Regions from separate parts of the Mus musculus genome. Here all the other regions are linked to region 3. A link is a contact called in public promoter capture Hi-C data. All regions are on one chromosome and are shown on one strand. The core of a region is the stretch at or near the end of the contact, and the rest is flanking DNA. Distances in the headings are between cores, read along the strand shown. Region 1 holds the start of Ccdc162 (coiled-coil domain containing 162). Region 2 overlaps Cep57l1 (centrosomal protein 57-like 1). Region 3 holds the start of Mettl24 (methyltransferase like 24).

Region 1 (3,468 bases), core at 52-2,551, 1.0 Mb after region 3:
TTTCCTTCACAGGCTTATTGGGTGTCGTCTCCTTATTTACACAGACTCACCGAATTCCTGTTTGATACAAGAAACACTAAATGTCACAGGCAATTCGAGTGCTCAGTTTGCACACCCACCCGGTGATGATTACTATCTATGCCGAGAGGTTTGTAAATGCCTACTTAACCACTTTAGCAGAAAGCAGCAGAGAAGAAAGCTGTTCTATTGTTCTTACGCTCTGAGGCAGCTCTGTGACAACGTAGGACCGTCCGTGATCAGGTCAACAGTCTGGGTCGTAAGTTGAAAGGGCACCAGGTTGGGTGTCTGGAGATCAGAGGCTTCGTAACCACTACTCTGAAATGATTCCATCTAATTCTCCTCACTTGATCAAGTATGATAGGACACCGGAAGAGGAATGCTCCCTGGAGACGAGCAGGCAGGATCCAAGCAACCCTCGGGGGCACTGGTCGGGCTAACTGATTTACACGGTAAGTCATTCTCGGGCAAGTGATTGTTTCTTATTCGTCCTCAGCTCATTTTAACAGAAAGATGCAGCGGTGCCCAAGAAGAGCTTTCATCTTGGATGCTCTTTTGGAGAGGACTAGGGTCCAGCTGGCATTAACCCATATGTCACATCTATGAAATGCTCAGTGACTCAGCTTCAGTTAGCGCTCACTAGCGCTTCAGGAAGTCACTAACAGGTGTTCTTCACGGCACATCAATAACTCCAGCCGTGCATCTGCCCGCCCATGCGTCTTTGGTGAGATGGCTCAGTGGGTAAGGAGCTTGGGCAGCTCTCCGGGACACTCCCATGAACTGCCTCAGCTCCAGATCTGATACGCTGACCTCCATGGGCACTCACACACACACACGGCATCCACATCCACATAACCACAAATAATAAATCATTGTGAAAAAAATCAAACTTGTGTTTAATCTTAGTTTGCTATGGCTTAAAAATACTACTTTATCAACTGGCTATGGTGGCACAAACTTGGTGAGGCAGGAGGATCGTGAATTCAAGGCACGCATGAGGCCCGCGGTGTTCCGTCCCTACCCTGGTACCCCACAGGGTTTTTCAAGCCACCATCCTGAATAGTCTACTGTAGCGTGTCTCTCACGTCAACCTTACATCACCCAAAGCTGACTTCCCTCCAGTCCAGCTCTAACAAAGCAGAAATGACCACCCTGCCAGTGACCTGCTCCAGTACAGTTAATTCTAGAGCCCAACTCCCTCCAGTATTAGAAGACTCACAATACCTGCTGCTCCAAACACAGGACTGCTCTGGCTTCACAGTTTCGTGGAAGTTGAGGCTTGCCTTGGCAAGAATGGTCCGATTCCCCTGCCCCCTCCTCTCTCCCTCCCTCTCTCTTTCTAATTTCTAATTAAAGAGAACCCAAACAATTCTTTTTCAGTGAAGTGAAAAGATTAATGAAATCTTCCTGTTCCAGCAAGGAAGTTGCCCAGCAACTCCGAAGCTGCCCAGAGAACGCCCCCCCCCCCCCCCCCAGGACAGACAGCTTTGGCTCCGCCCACCCAGAGTCAGCGGCTTTGGCAAGCAGGTAACTGTGGAGGCAGATTTGTTTGCGTTAGTAACTGTGGAGTGACAAAACCATTCTTCACAGGTTCCTAGTAACTAAATGTCACCCTAACAACCAAAACAGACTCCAGCAGTAACTTGTGTGTGATCATGTTGTTTCTGCACCACAGGGTTCCACCATAGTCTTTCTCCCTTTAGGAACCTAGGATCCGAAACAAGCAAAAGCAATTTCAATTTCCACAAAGAAAGTAAGCAAATTAGAACACTCCAACTCAGTTACCGAGATTTCTACAGTTTTGGCTTTAGCCCATGTGAACTCATCTTTTACTTTTTCCACCCTGCACATAAACAAAAGCATTTTGCAGTAATTCTCAACCCGTGGATCTCGACCCCCTCCTGCGACCCTTCCACGGGGTTTGCATAACAGGTATCCTGCATATCAGAGATATTTATATTATGATTTGTAACAGTAGCAAAATTAGTTATGAGGTAGCAATGAAATCATTTTATGGTTGGGGGCTCCATAACATGAGGAACTTAACTAAGGGGCCACGGCATTAGGAAGGCTGAGAACCCCTGGTTTACAATTTTCCCTAACTGCTGACCCTTGGCTGGGCACTGTACTCCCCCACAGAAACCTAGTGAGGCAGGATTAGTAGAACCCTCATGTTACAGGGAAACCCAAGGCTCTGTGGAATTCTTGGCTTGTGCAGACAAGACTGATTTTGAACCAAGTCTATTCATATTCACTCTGAAATCTTAAGTGGTTTTTTTTTTCAAACTATCTTATACTTTTATGAGACAATTCTCAATTCTTATTTGAAACATTCAAATAGTTATAAGTGGTTACACTTTTTGTATGGTAATTTGTTTTCCCAATATATTTTCCTTGTTTTTATCCTGAGCTGGGAGTCTGGCCCAGGTCAAACCCTTTACCACTGAGTTAAAAGCCAGCCATCTATTTCACACAAAAATGATTTTATTAGTAAGTGAGCAGGTGTAGACCCTTTCCTAAGTGTTCAGGGCTGAGATAAGGCCCTGGTGGGATTTTTCCCTTTCTTTCTAACCTTAATGACAGAGCTCATATTCCTGTGGAGGAAAGTGAAACTGGAGAGATTACAGGATGGAGTTTGGACAGAATTCACTGCAGACATTTCCAAGGCCAGGAGGCTGACACTTACAGTAGATCCACTGCTTAAACCAGAGGGTTGGGGTTTGGGGGCTTGCGCTCTGCTACGAACAGCTCTAAATACAATCCCCTGTAGCAAACCACCCGTGGCTGGGGCTCCTAGCTGGTGCTTCTCACCATGAAGATGAGTCACACTTGTTCCTTTTTCCAGAAGGTCCACACTTGCGCATACCTTTTGTTTATGTTGCACACCTTTTGATACTTCCTAGGGAAATAGATTGTCCTTTAAAATTGCTTTTCCTAGGCAGGGCATGGTGACCCAAACCTAATCCCAGCTCTCCGCAGGTAGATCTCCATGTGGTCCAGGCCAGCCAGGGCTACCTACTGAGACCCTGTCTCAAATGTATATGTAAAAAAAAAAAAAAAAAAAGTCCTTTTTATAAACAGGCATGGCTGTACATACCTATGACTATAGCATGTGGAAGTGTGGACAGGACAAGTTCACTTCAAGATCAATTGTTGCATAGTAAGTTCGGGGCCAGCCTGGCCTACGCTCTCAGAAAATGAAAAGAATTGCTTTTTTGGTTTTGTCACAGTTTTTGAAACTGCTCTTTGGACTCCTGATCTACAGTGTTTACATACTTAGCCTGCATACTTCCCACCACTGTGAAATTTAGGTAAATACACAACTCCAATTGACCCCTTGGAATTGGCCCACTACTTGTACCTCTACCTAATTTCAAGCTTTTCCCTTTATAGCAGCTTTTTATCTAATTTCTATTTCTTTTTTTTTCCTTTTTTTTCTTTCTTTTTTGT
Region 2 (3,772 bases), core at 1,160-3,659, 1.1 Mb after region 3:
GCTGTGTGCGGCCTGATGTGGGTTCTAGGAACTAAACTTAGTTCTTCTGTAATAGCATTGTGACTTTTAAGTCAGTGCGGGCTATGCATCAAGACCCTACCACAAAAAGAAAACAAGAGTAATCAACAGGTTTCTTCTTAGTATCTTAGAATTTGATTTTATAAGACACAATTTGTGCTTACAGGGCTATAGAGATGGCTCAGCAGTTAAGAGCACTGACTGCTTTTTCAGAGACCTGGGTTCAGGTCCCGGAATCCACATGACAGGGAACTGTAACCACAGCTCCAGGGCTCTGACTCCCTCGTCTGGCCTCTGAGGATACCAGGTACACACATGGTGTACAGACATACACACAGGCAAACCCATACACATAAAAGTAAAATTGTATACAATACATATAGCTAAAGGAACACTGTAGTACACTGGCACACACCTTTACTGTATTGGTATTCATGGATTTTAAACTTTACATAAATGGACTTATACATTTTTCACTTAAACAACTTGGCATTTATGGCATTTGTTTCCATTGTTGCCTTGTCTGCTCTGGGGACTCTGTATCAGGCCCCTCTTGCTCCAACATAACATGAGCATAACGTTAACATAACGTACCTGAAGGACAGCCTCAGCTCCAGAACCCAGGGGGACCTGTGAAATCTTTCCTGACACTTCACTCCACTCTGAAATTCACATTTCCTGCTTGCTTGCTTGCTTCCCTCCCTCCCTCCCTCCCTTCTGTGGTGGCTGGTCCCAAGAATACTCTGAACACTGCACCTCCATGACGGGGCCGGCTTCCTGTCACTCCAAGCCCAGCCACCGTGCCTCCTCACCATTCCTTGCTGCATCTACATTCCTCCTTCATAAAGTCTGCATCTTAAAGTCCAGATTAGTTAGCATTAGGGCAAATTTTATTAATTTTTGCATCATAATATCTCTCTTACATTCTTTTAAAAGTTAATTGTGCAGGAGCTGGAGAGATGGCTCAGCTTTTAAGAGCACTTGCTGTACTGCAAAAGATCTGAGTTCTGTTCCCAGCACTTAAACATCAGATGGCTCCCAACCCCCTGGAACTCTAAGTCCATGGGATCAGCTATGTTCTTCTGGCCTCTATGGCCTCCACCTACATTCCTGTACATACACACATACATACAAATGGAAAATAATGTAAGTCTTGAGCAGTCTTAAGAAGAAAGGTAACGCTGCTGTCTGGTTCTGGGTTGGAAGCACTATGATGCTCTCTCTATCTTCCACCTTCCCAGCATGGCTGGCTGGCTGTCTCTCTGGGGACTATTGTAGCTTTGCAGTAACTGTCATGGTGTGTTTAGGTGTGACTCTCTTTTTCCATAGCCCTATTTGGGATTTATTTATCTTCTAAAACCTTCCTACATCAGTGTGAGAAATGTCCCAGCTGTCACTGATTTTGACTATTGCTTCTCTGTGGGATGGTAAAACCATGACAAGAAGCTTGGTAAGGTAGAGTGGGTCTGAGACCCAGAGACCTGGTGGACATATACCTGAGATTTAGGCAACTCCACCGCTCCCTGCCAGATTCCAGGCCTGGAATACAAGTCGCACTCGACACATAAGGAAGCTTGATCTGTGGTCATGTAGGCACAGAACAGAGTTCTCCATGCTAATGAAGTACCTACAGGCCCTGAGGGTTTAGCCAATAAGCTTCCCTTTCCAGACATTCTATCTCCCAGCAAAAGGTATTTAATCTCGGGTCCACCCGAGAAGTTGGCATGGTACGGTATGTATCCATTTTCCACGATGAGCAGTCGTCAATAAACAGCTTAGAACAGTGGACTGTCTCTTTCATCAAGATCTGCCGTGGGGAGCCATGAAGAAGGCATTTGACTACCGCGCTTAATTCTCCTGTAGAAGGCTTCTCTGCGCTTCAAGCCACAACCACCACAAAGCTAAGGACAATCACTGCTGAGTTAAACCAGAGCTCCCCTTGGTCCCCACCCCAGACTAGATGCTGTCCTCAGCCCGCAGGCCCCTGACTCTGTTCCCAACTCCTCGAGACTCAGTGACACCCAGATGCCCATGAGTTTGGGTGCCCCCAGTCCCAGCCCCATTGAGGCCCTGTGGACCCCCAATACTTTGTTCCTGATTTCCGGGGGCCCAGAAGTCAGCTTCGGCCTTCTCATACCTCAGCCTGCACTTCCACTCTGGGAGTGGCGTCTCTGCTTCCTTGAAGCCCAGCACCTGCCTCAGCGTCTGAGTCAGCTCTGTGGGAAGCGCAGCCAAACTCCCTGCAGAGGCAGGCGGAACAGGACGGTTTTTCTCTAATCTCACTGGACATGACTTCACTTTCTTAGAGGTTGCTGAGTTTGAGTCTCAGTCACTCACTCTCCAGCAAGCCAAGAATGCTCTAACTTTTAGGAGGTAATCACTGGGGGCGGGCTTTGAGAGGAGCGCCTAGCCACACTTCCTGTTCTACTTCCTGTTCCTAACTGCTGGGTGGGCCTCAAGCTCCAGCCGCCTTGCCCCCCCGACCTTGGTGGGCTCTGTCCTCTGGAATGGTAAACAGAAGCAAAGCCGTCATTCTAAAAGTAGCTTGCTAGCAGCATATTCTTACAGAAAAGTCTCTCGACAAACTTACTTTTCTTTGATAATTTGAGAACTCAATCTCTGTCATGTGTGGGGTCTGCTACCTGTTTGCAGTGGCTGGTTAATTTATGGTCAGCGATTTCGTTTTTGTGAGTGGGTCTTGCTCAAAGCACCCAGATCATGAACTTAAGAGCCTCCCTCCTCAGCCTCCGGAGAGCAGGGATTACAGGTGTGATCACAGTGCATCTTGGAATTTCCATTTCATATGTCTTCATTTTTTGCATTACAGCCAGGCCTTGCACATCCCTAACTGGTACTCCACCAGTGAGCCTTATTGTAGAATTCTTGGTTTTCAATTAATTTCATAGAACTGAGGAATTCTTTGAAGTTCATGTTTAAATCATTCTGGGAATGTCGCTCAATGGTGGAGTGCTTCCTACCATGTGAAAGCCCTTGCTCTGACTTCCTACGTCACACACAAAAAAGACTCTTCTGCAAAGGTGATTTATGCTCATTCCCGATAGGTCTCTGCAATACCCAAACCCCATTAAAACAAACTTTTAGGTGGAGACCTTGGGGGTGGGGGTGGGAGGCTGGGCACAAATTCAGACACAGCAAGGGCTGTGATGGGAAGTTCTCAGGACAGGTCTATATTGGGGATTGGTTCCAATGCTTTGAAATAACCTGGTCCTCAAATTGGGAATCTGCATGTCCAAATGCTGAAGGTCCTTGTCCCCGATTGGTTTTTGATCGATTAATAAAGATACCAGCGGCCAATGGCTGGGCAAAGGGATATGGGGCAAGACCCTTAGATTTGCATGGGCTAGGGCGAGAGGTGGGGGAGGGAGGAGAAGGAAGACTTGGGGGAGAAGGATGGGACATAAGAGCTGCAGGAGAGAAAGCCAACAAGCCATGTAAGAATGCAGGAAAGTGGCCAATTCGGGGATTAGGGTGACAGGCGGAAGTTTAGGAGTCTCAGGAATACTGCAGGAGGTCATTTGCTATTAAGGGAAGGTTTAGGAGTGCCCAGCCTTTGAGCTAGTCACACATGTCAAAAATTAGATGGTGTATGTGTGTGTGTGTGTACGCGCCTGCATGCATTCGACCCACTGGGAGCCAAGTGGTGCAACCCTTTACAGCTACAGGTGTACTCATTGTAAAGCCAGGGATAAACATGGGAGTGCATGCGGGTCTGAAGTTGGTCTCAAGAGCTGGT
Region 3 (3,534 bases), core at 333-2,832:
TCATATCACTCAATGAGAGGGTCGTGAATCAAACACAGTTCAAGTAAATAACTGCAGGATTTGAGGCTGTCTCTCTCAGCTTGTGTGAATGAAAGTTTATAATCTTAATAAAGACTTTTAGCTGCAATTTCCCTGGAGGTGGGCAAGTAGATATCTGTCTGTCTGTCTGTCTGTCTATTCCCATCACGTGTGTATACTTTCAAGCATAATAAAACCTCCAAGCCCCTGAGGACCGGTGATGGCCAGGGAATGCACTGGATTAGGCTGATAAGTTCTGTGACTGTGGGGAAACAGGTTTAATGCTCTCTGACAAAGAATAATTCTGCCAAAAAGGAATGGGAATCTCAGAGAGCAGAGCTCCCTATGGAAAATCCCAACATTCAAATGAGGAGGTGGCCAGACTTCATTCTAGATCTCTGTTGTCCGTGTCGCAGGCTAGGGAGAGAGACAACCTACATAGAAGCATGGAAAATATATCCATATGTGTGTGTATGTGTGTGTGATGTGTATGTGTGCTTGTGTGTGTGTGTAATGTGCATGTATGTATGCTTGTGTGTGTGTGTGTGTGTGTGTATGTGTGCGTGTGTGTATGTGTGTGTGCGTGCATGTGTGTGTTGGGGGTGGGTATCTGGCCATGGTTTAAAAAAAACAAAAGAATCCCAAAGAACCTGAATGTAAATCTAGAAATCAATGTCACCCTAAACAGGTGGAGGGAAAGAATCCTAACAAAAGTGGGATACCAACCCCATTTGTGAGTCCAAACTATGAGCATCTAGATTTCTTTAATTAAGGTCAAGGTGACAATGGCAATCCCGGCTAGGGAGCGTTTTGCCCAGAGATAAATATGTCCCTCTGCATTTCTGCCAGGCAGCAGGGAGGTGTGTGTTTGGAGCTAAATTAATTTGATTTCCAGCACTCCATGGTAACTTCTGTTCCCTCTTTCCCGCTGTCAGATGTCTTCGCTGGCTGTCTCCCTTCCCTTCACCCCCACACATTTCATAACACCGAGGGAGAAAGCATGGGCTGGCTTCGGGCAGAATTTAGAAACTGAATAACTAATTTGATTCTTCTGCACGGAGTGCTATTCTCTCCTCTGTACGGAGTGCTATTCTCTCTCTCTCTCTCTCTCTCTCTCTCTCTCTCTCTCTCTCTCTCTCTCTCTCTCTCTCTCTCTCCCCTTGAGGGAGAGAAGTTGTAAACCTGAGCATAAGTATGATTATTTTTATATCATGCTTAGTGGCAAAAACTGCTTGACAACTTTTTCTTTGGGGCCAAACCTGGCGGCTCACCTCTCCTCTTTCCTTGTGTCTAATACTAACACCAACAAATGAAGTCAAAGCTCAGGCGCCCCGGAGGAACGTGCTCTATTCTGACTCTGGCTCTCCCCACTAGCCAGACTTTACAGGCTGGTCACACCTAAGGACACCCAGCCCTGTTATGGCAGCCTGGGTGCACGCCTAGCCCACCGCCCCTCGCTCTTCCTGCTGCGGCTGGGCAGGATAAGGTTACGCCGGGGCCTCCCCGGTCGCAGGGAAGAAGGCGGGCCGCTGGGGAGTTGCCACAGTTGTCAGCCCGGTCCGTTGGGAACGCTTCTCTGCAGGCGGCTGGGAGCTGAGGGTGGGACCCAGAGCACAGCCGGAGGTCGAGGTCCCCGCCATGGCCACTGTCAAGCCTCCCGGGCGTGGTTGTGGAGCCCTGCCCCGGTGGCTGCTCGGTGCCGCGCTGCTTCTGGGCCTACGGCTTTGCATGGAGTTGCGCCACGCGGGCTCGGGACCCCCGGGCCGCGGCGATTCCCCAGGGCCACCCCGGACACACCTACTGTCGGCGCCCGGCTCCCCACGCGGAGCCAGAAGGAGGCAGGTGACCTACGTGCGCAGTGGGCGCCGAGTGCTGCCCCGGGGTGGCGGGAGCACGACGTCCCCAGAGCCGAGCTGCTGTGCCCAGGGCGGGCTTCTCCGCAGGAAGGTCAGTTGCAAACCATGCAGACATGGACCTTGGAGTTGAGCCTGCACCCAGATGGCGCTAGGGAGCCTTCTGCTCAGGCCACTGGGACCTCAAGACTCTTCTATTTCCTTCTAGCTGAGCTCTCCCTGGAACTTTCTGTAGTCTCACTCAGTATCCCTATAGAATGAAGTGGAATTGAGCAGGGATCATGCAAATTCAACTAACGTTTGCTGAGCGCCTACTGTGGCAGACCTCCTTCTAGGAAAGGAGCACCAAGCAACCACACCCATTTCAGCAAGGGAGGGGGCGCTGAAAGGGAAGGAGGCATGGCTTGCCATTGTGTTTTCCCCACCCAGGCCTGGACAAAACCGGATGGGTAGACACTATGAAAGGCTCATCCAGGTGATGGTCAAGATCTGCCTTCCAGTAGCATCCAGACACCGCCCCCTTCACCCACTCCGACCCCAGAGTCCCTACCCAGCAGTGGGAACTGGCACCGGGTGAGAAGCCAAACCCATAGCACCACTTAGTGGGAAATAATCGGATGCTCCAGGGCCAGATCCTTGCCTTGTTAACTTCCCGCACTTCATTGAGTAGGTCAGTTTAAACCTCTGGTTGTTGAAGCCTCACCTTACACCTTCTTTTGGGAGCTCTGTGGTACCTAGGACTGAAAAGATTAGGAATTGGATATATGAGCTTGCCACATCCTTACACCTGCCACTCTTGCTTCCAACTGCGGTGCCATCCTCCGAAGCAAGGCTGGCTGTGCTGCCTGGAGTCGGGTTTTTCTTGATGGCATCTGAGCACCCAGCCCCCACCTGCGAGCTGGCCCCTGCATTTACCAGCCTGCTCTTCCTTTGGCTCCTCTACTCTAACACCCCCACTACTTTCAGTGATTTTCTTCCCCCACTTTTATATGCCCTGCGCTCAGTCTTCCCACATGGCATTGCTTAACAGGCAATTCTCTTATGTTCTGGGACGCACACAGCTCTTTTTTCTGTCTCCGAAATGCACCTCCTATATAAAGACTTAGCTAGTTACTCTAAAAGAGACACCTCCTTCTCACTGTGTCCATGCAGTTCCCATGATGCTGTGCTAAGCTTTCAAAACCCTTGCCAAGGGCTTCCACTGGATGCTGGGTCAAGTGCTGCCAGCACAAACTGAATTCAAAGTGTCTGGGGCTCAGGAAAGTCATACAATTTGATTCAGGCCTTGAACCTATGAAGAAAGATCAAAAAGTGAACAAAGGAGACATTTGAACTGAGATTTGATATTTTTTTTAAGAGTCTGGCCTCCTTTGTTCCTCTGTGGACACCCTTGAACACTCTGTCTTTGATAATCTCCCCTTTCTGAGTGATTCTCCACAACTTTTGTTTCTGCTGTCTCCTGTTTAAGGAGACCTAAGGGGTTGTCTTCCAGGTTATTGGTGACTAGAGCCTGCCTCACAGTGTTTAGGTTTGGAATGCATAGAATCAGGGGGTCACTGGGGGTGTTTGTGGGAAGTTCACCTCTGTCCCCTGTGGGATGCTGGAACAGAGATCAGTCTGAAAATGGCAGGCAGGTGGTAGCTATGGAGGTGGCGAGATGTAG

The links. Promoter capture Hi-C pulls out the DNA fragments that hold promoters and counts their contacts.
Region 1: a contact with region 3 is called in a promoter capture Hi-C map of cranial neural crest. The contact joins the promoter of Ccdc162 here to the promoter of Mettl24 in region 3. A contact is called at or near these places in 2 of 39 promoter capture datasets (cranial neural crest and liver).
Region 2: a promoter capture Hi-C map of embryonic stem cells shows a contact between it and region 3, with 4 times the contacts expected there. The contact joins the enhancer-like site here to the promoter of Mettl24 in region 3. A contact is called at or near these places in 7 of 39 promoter capture datasets (the 3T3-L1 cell line, embryonic stem cells, hippocampal neurons and 3 more).

Annotation. Positions count from the first base shown.
Region 1 is chr10:41,715,162-41,718,629 of GRCm38.p6, forward strand. Ccdc162 (coiled-coil domain containing 162) reads right to left here and starts at 1,302. Exons shown (of 48, transcript NM_001358562.1): 1 at 1,243-1,302.
Region 2 is chr10:41,749,857-41,753,628 of GRCm38.p6, forward strand. The region is part of intron 2 of Cep57l1 (centrosomal protein 57-like 1); the gene reads right to left. All of the region lies in intron 1 of BC048559 (cDNA sequence BC048559), which reads left to right. Among named protein-coding and RNA genes, the nearest start is that of BC048559, 5.0 kb to the left of the region's middle. Within about 2 kb of position 2,410, at least 76 of the 459 cell types and tissues checked have an H3K27ac peak or open chromatin away from gene starts, as enhancers often do. A contact at or near this core is called in embryonic stem cells, where this site is marked.
Region 3 is chr10:40,681,700-40,685,233 of GRCm38.p6, forward strand. It overlaps Mettl24 (methyltransferase like 24), which reads left to right and starts at 1,583. Exons shown (of 5, transcript NM_177793.3): 1 at 1,583-1,965. The coding sequence starts at 1,657. It also overlaps a transcript of Ddo not described here.